Linked DNA regions of Drosophila melanogaster: region 2 is linked to region 1. A link is a contact called in public Hi-C data. All regions are on one chromosome and are shown on one strand. Each heading gives the region's core, a stretch centred on a gene start, on an enhancer-like site or on the middle of the called end of the contact. The rest is flanking DNA. Distances are from core to core; before and after follow the strand shown. Region 1 holds the start of lncRNA:CR44222 (long non-coding RNA:CR44222). Region 2 holds the start of Pi3K21B (Pi3K21B,).

What was found. A called contact is a pair of places that touch in the nucleus more often than the background predicts.
Region 2: a contact with region 1 is called in a Hi-C map of the Kc167 cell line, with 4 times the contacts expected there. The contact joins the promoter of Pi3K21B here to the promoter of lncRNA:CR44222 in region 1.

What each region holds. Positions count from the first base shown.
Region 1 is chr2L:221,848-225,165 of dm6, forward strand. lncRNA:CR44222 (long non-coding RNA:CR44222) reads left to right here and starts at 1,672. Exons shown (of 1, transcript NR_073675.1): 1 at 1,672-2,861. All of the region lies in intron 12 of kis (kismet), which reads right to left.
Region 2 is chr2L:296,484-300,005 of dm6, forward strand. It overlaps Pi3K21B (Pi3K21B,), which reads left to right and starts at 1,397. Exons shown (of 3, transcript NM_001272888.1): 1 at 1,397-1,920; 2 at 2,550-3,435. The coding sequence starts at 2,579. Stip1 (Stress induced phosphoprotein 1) reads left to right here. Exons shown (of 4, transcript NM_058006.4): 3 at 1-328; 4 at 494-966. The coding sequence ends at 566.

The DNA of each region.
Region 1 (3,318 bases), core at 422-2,921:
TTAGCGCACTCTCTTTCTCACGATTTATCGCGTTTCGTTTTCCCCGTCTTGCATCGAGTTTCCACGAGCACTTGGACTTTTTACAACTTTACACCGCGGCGCTCAAACAAATAATGAGCGGAGCGCATTGCGGACTAAAATACAAGACACACTCCTCACACACACACATAGGTAGGCAAACAACGGCGATGGCAGCGGCTAAAATCGAATGCGAATCAGCCAGAAAGAGAGACTCAGAAGAGAGGGAGCGCGGGAGAGTAGGAAACCAAACAATCGTGAGATTAAGTCAAACGCCGTTTTGGGTGAATGTGAATATGAATGAGGTGGGCTAAAACTGAGACCGACATCCAACTCGGAGGTGAATGAGCGTCACTTGCAATAAGGGAGAGCGACAGAGAGAGCATCGACTTCGGCTTCGCGAGAGTACAATTCAAGGGAGGGCGCGGGCAGAAGCAACCTAGATGCGATTGTGACTGTGAGTGTGCAGTGGATGGACGAGTTGAAGAAGAGCGGCCGCAGCGGGCACATTGTGTCAACTGTGTAATGTAAGCAAAGAAGCGAGACAAGAGCCTGCCGCACACTTACTCGCACCTAAACACAAACCCTGGAGCGGGGAGAGAACAACACACGGCGGAATCGCAGGCAAAAAAAGCTAAGGCAATGAAACAAATGTACCACAGAAACTGTTGACGACACATAGAGAACGGCACGAAAGAGCGAAAGAGCGAGGCAGCCAAATGGGGGAAGATGAACGGGGTAATGACGGACGGACGCAGGACAACGGAAAAAAGGGATAAAATAAAATAATAACAGCAGGCGCAACAACAGCGCAAAGCAAAGAGAAGTAAAACCATGAAATGGTTTAATTCGAAAATCTTTTAGAAATGACGCCTAATACCTTATCGGTATGGAGTTCACCCTCGTCTCCTAATCCATATTTTAAGATATCAATATCAATTAACAATTTTTATCGTATGATTAGAAATTCGCATTGTTTTATTATTTCGACCTTTGGGCTTTACATCGACAGCAACACACTATCCAGACAGGAGACAGGGAGAGAGAGCACGAGGCAGTCAGAAAGCATGAAAGATGGAAGCAGTGCCAAAGTGCGATAAGCACGTAGCCAGAGCAAAAACGAAACGAGATTATTAATCAATCCGCAAGATACAGATGCAGATACCACATGAGTGAGCGAGTCCGTGAGTGGATATTGCACACACCGAAATGCATGCATGAGTGAGCAGGGCGGCTACAATCGCACAATCGATATGCGACAGAGACATATATATATCTTCGACAATGCACTCACTCACACCAACAGAAATCTTGCGCAAGATCACCGAAGAGGGCAGGAGGCCACTCTTCTCTATCCTAAATTGGACTAAACTATATCGAAAAAGGGAAAGAAAGTAAGAAGGGTGATGGCAGGTAGACAAGTCGGATTTAAACTTGACAAGCCGTTCAGCATATCGGTTAGACATATACTTTTTCAAATGGTTTATGAGTGACAGGTGTAAAGTGAAAAATGCGCAGGCGTGGCGGCTGCATCCTTTGAATGCAGTCACTACAGAGAGAGTGAGAGAGCGGCAATGGGATCTAGCAGCGACTGTTACGAGCACACGCACAGTGGAGTGTCCGAGAGCATAAAAGAATATAAAAATTCTTCAACAAAAAAATATTACTCAAAAAGTCAGCATGGCAAAAACAACTTTTCCCTTTCAAAATTTTATGTATTTACACATCAGAAAAGTTTCGATTCGCTCCACTGTGCACACTTAAGTGGCAGCGAAATGCTAATAAAATAATAAATCGAATGGCAGCACCAACAACAACGTCACTAAAAAAGAGCAACGACAGCGGTCAGCAACAAAAGCAAAAGCTTCCAAGCAAGTCGAAGGTGGGACCGAAGATGGAAACAAAAAGAATGGCAACCCGCACCAGTCGAATCACACGCACAGGAGGATAGCCATCAACTTCTCTATGTTAGGTGTTTCAAATGCACGTTACGTTGCAACTTCAAAAACGAATCAACAGAATAAAGCAAAAAGTAGGTTTAAGCAAAAGCAGCAGCGCAGCGTGCAATGGGACGGCCGCCCCGGAGGTCTGGGGGAGCAAAGGAATTCCCATTCCCAGTCCAAATGAGCACAATTAGGCGTCTTTATCGAATTCTCGCGGTATGCGAAAGAAGAGAACAGGAAACCATAAGAGGAACAGGTCACCATTATCCCCGTCTCCTTTTTGCGCTCAATAATTCAGTTCGTGAGAGCAGTAGCCGAAACAGTGGTGTCAGAAGCAGAAGCAGCACCAACCACCCCCCAGACATTTGGGTGGGCGCATACGAAAGGAAAAAATTATACATTGGATAAATCCAGAAAATGTAAAATTACAAACACACATTGCAGACATCTAGGGAGCGGGACAGAGATAGAGAGTGAGGCACTCTCGCATGGAAAACTAATACATACAGCGAGGCGGCGGCAGCGTAAGTACAGCCAACGCAGCTAGGCAGCACCACCACCCGATGATATCGAATGGCCAACAACAACTACAGCAATAAAACCAAGTCGTCCACCAACGCTACTGCTCACGTCGCGGCAGCCGCAGCAACCATCGTCACCAAAGAACTCCAGTTCGTCGATACAACAACATCGGCAACGGCAGCAACAACCACTTGGCTTTGCTCTTCTTGCTGCCGCCGTTTCTTCCGGCCCCCCGACATTACCGGATTGTTTCGCTCCTTTTACTTCTGTTATTGTTGTTGTTGTATGTTTGATTGATGGTGCGCTGCCTTTACCGCTGCCTCTCTGCCTTTTGATAATGGCAACGTCGCCCATTCAGCGATGACCAGTTGTAGGGGGAATTTCCCGAATTAGGCCTTCTAAAATTTCTACATTTCTATAGCCATGGCATATATAATCAGATGTATTGGAGCGCAGTATCGCTTTAGTATCGGCACCCTTATTCAAATCGATTCCGGACTACTCGGATATTTATAAATATGTGAATATGAAATATTAAAAAATCGTTCTCATTTGGCTTGCAATTGGCGCATCTCTAGCCCGCCAACACAGTGGGATTGCTGCGCATCGAAAAGGGCAGCTTGTACAATTGACTTCGCTGTTTTGCCTTTTCCCATATGTCGCCCCATGCCTTGTGACCAACACGTTGCTGGTTCCACTGTTTTGCGGTGTATCTGCTTTTGCTGCCACATCAAGGGGCAGCAAAAGGCGAAGCGGAGGCAAGGAATCGAAAGCAACGGTTTTGCACTAGACAGTGGATTTGAGAAGGAGTTCGGTGTGTTGCTGTTTTTGTTTC
Region 2 (3,522 bases), core at 147-2,646, 74 kb after region 1:
CCGCCTTTGATCTGGGCCTCAAGGACTGCGACACTTGCATCAAGCTAGACGAAAAGTTCATAAAGGGCTACATCCGCAAGGGCAAAATTCTACAGGGCATGCAGCAACAATCTAAGGCGCAAGCCGCTTACCAAAAGGCCCTGGAACTGGACCCCAACAACGCGGAGGCCATTGAAGGCTACCGTCAGTGTTCGATGAACTTCCAGCGCAATCCGCAGGAGGTCCTCAAAAACGCAATGTCCGACCCGGAGATTCAACAGATCTTAAAGGATCCGGCTATGCGTATGATCCTCGAGCAGATGCAAAGCGATCCCAATGCGGTCAAAGAGTAAGTACCCGTTTGGCTTTATTCGTTCGCTTTTTTGGGTTTCATTGGTAAAATCTAGAAATTAATAGCCCATTTGAAGTTAACAAGCAGACTTACGTTTCTTTGGTCTTATATATTATTAACAACCTGTATACTATATTTTAATTAACAACCTCTATATTTCAGACACTTGCAGAATCCTGCCATCGCCGATAAGATAATGAAACTGCTGGAGTCGGGCATCATTCAGATTCACTAGGCACTCCAGATCCACAAACGAACATCCTCATACAATCACTAACTCACACACAAACCCCATTGATAAACATTCAGGAGAGAACCATTACGCATTATTATGGCGTCTCTAAGCTGGTTAACCAATATATCGTTTTTGATGAAACGGGCCACAATTAATGCTAAACGTAATTACCTAAGAAATCACATCGCCTATTCGCAGAACGACGATAACTACCATTAACAGAAATTTAAACTAAAAGGAGAAAACAAAATCATTGATAAATGTCTGCCTAATTGATTTACGCAGACGGGTGGAGTAGGCTCCAAACGTCATGGTCCTTATTTTCTTACTACAATAAATATGCTGTAGCTTAGCTCTAAAATAAGTTTCTGTTTGTACAATAAACGAGTCACGGAAGGGTAAGCTATGATTTTGAATTTGGCGCCCAAGGGCTACAAGATGGGTAACTTACGGCTTAGCAGTCGTTCTCTAACGTTTTTCCAGGGCTGCCAAATTATTTAGAATATATTTTATATTTATACAAAGAATGATTTGCGCCAATCGCCTTTTAAATAAGAAATTTAAATGTTATTATAATGCAAAATCGCATATTTTCGGAAAAAAGCATAGACTGCAAATCTTTATTTTGAAAAAATATAATTTCGAATGAATTAAGTTGTGAAATTAAAATGATTAAAAGCAACAACCTGGCCAACCTTTTTGTAATTATAATGTGTGAAATATTTTGTATTCTTGGGCAGCCCTGTTTCCCGCGCTTACGTTATTATATCCAACCGATACGTAGTTTCGTCTTGCTCAACACTGCAAGCCGCCAGTGCTACAAAGGCCCTGCAGCTCACTCGCAGCAAGTGGCATGGCAACAACAGCGCTGTTCAACACCGCACGATTTCTACCCGAAAATAATGGTGTGCTGATATATTGTGATTAAACCCCAATTTCTGTCGTCCAAAAGCTCCGCACGGGAATGTTTTGATCCAGCTACAACTGAAACAATTGCACGCCAATTAAAAGAACCAATGAGTGGGTAAAACCACGAAAATAAGAATCAAAAGCGAACCATTTTTTTTTAAACAGTGTGTCGTAGTGTCCGTCTTATGCGTTTGTGTTGGTGCGTGTGTGCGTGCGGCTGCTAGTGTGAGTGTTCCGTCGAATCGCGAAATCGAGAATATAGAAAGATGTGCTCCATTCGCTGGTGGTGAGCTATAGCTATAGCGATATCGCGAACGGGGGGCGAGTAGTCCGCAGCCCGAAATCCAGATCCAGTTCCAGATCTATATCCATTGATTCTTTCGCCGCTGCAGCATCCGCAGCGCCAGAATTGCGACCCATTGAAAACCCCACAAGACCCACAAAAGTAAGTATTTGCGTTTCGGGGGCGCTTGGCAACAGGCCCGAGTGCGTTGAAGCGAGAGGTCGCTAGCGGGGTGCCTGGGGGCGGGAGCGAGAAGGCTAGATAGAGACCGGGACGCCAGCGATTACATGCCTCGTTTTTACACAGAGTTGTTGTTTTCGCTTCTGGTGGGGCGCAATATTTGGCCAATATTTATTAATGGATTGGGTCCCTCAAATAACGAAATAAAGGCTCATTGCCAAGACTTCGATTTCACTAGAGATTCTCCTTTTTCAGCTGTTTATGTTTCAAATTAGAGTTATTAAATGCCTCAATATAATGTCGTTTTAGGATTGGGACAATCAGATGAGATCACTTTATGTAGATACTCTTAACATTCTGGATAATTTATTAGCTTGAGGAACTGCAATCTATTCATTTGTTTTCATTTTCTAACAGGAATTGCGATTATTAACAGAAAAGGAAATTTTCAATGTAAACCCAATGTTATATTTGTTTTTACACTTGTAAACTAAAATTTAGTTTAAAAAATAGATAAAATTGCATACATATAAGATAGGGAATTTACATGAAATACTTTATCAATATTTTAAATAATTTTTTTAAATTTTAAATTAATTCTTATTGTGCAGTGCAACCCTCCCCGCTCCACTACTCGACGATGCGGCCACAGGCGCCCGGATCGCTGGTCGATCCCAACGAGGACGAGCTACGCATGGCCCCATGGTACTGGGGCCGGATATCGAGGGAGGAAGCCAAGAGCATCCTGCACGGAAAGCCGGACGGCAGCTTTTTGGTGCGGGACGCCCTCTCGATGAAGGGCGAGTACACTCTGACCCTGATGAAGGACGGATGCGAGAAGCTAATAAAGATATGCCACATGGATCGCAAGTACGGCTTTATCGAGACGGACCTGTTCAATTCGGTGGTGGAGATGATCAACTACTACAAGGAGAACTCTCTGAGCATGTACAACAAGACGCTGGACATAACACTGAGTAATCCGATTGTGCGAGCCCGCGAGGATGAGGAGTCGCAGCCGCACGGGGATCTTTGTCTGCTGAGCAACGAATTCATCAGGACCTGCCAGCTGCTTCAGAATCTTGAGCAAAATCTCGAGAATAAGCGCAACTCATTCAATGCGATTCGAGAGGAGCTGCAGGAGAAGAAGCTGCACCAGAGCGTATTCGGGAATACAGAGAAGATATTCCGCAATCAAATCAAGCTCAATGAATCCTTCATGAAGGCGCCAGCGGATGCCCCGTCCACGGAGGCAGGAGGAGCTGGAGATGGAGCTAACGCAGCCGCATCCGCAGCGGCCAATGCCAACGCTCGCCGGAGTCTGCAGGAGCACAAGCAGACACTCCTCAATCTGCTGGATGCTCTTCAGGCCAAGGGTCAAGTCCTTAACCACTACATGGAGAACAAGAAGAAGGAGGAGCTACTGCTCGAGCGACAGATCAACGCCCTGAAGCCGGAATTACAGATACTGCAGTTGCGCAAGGACAAGTACATTGAGTAAGTCCCGATTTGAAGTCCTTGCAACTACTTTTAGCTATCAATAGTAATGCAATATATAGTAATTAATATCTGGGAATGCTTTTC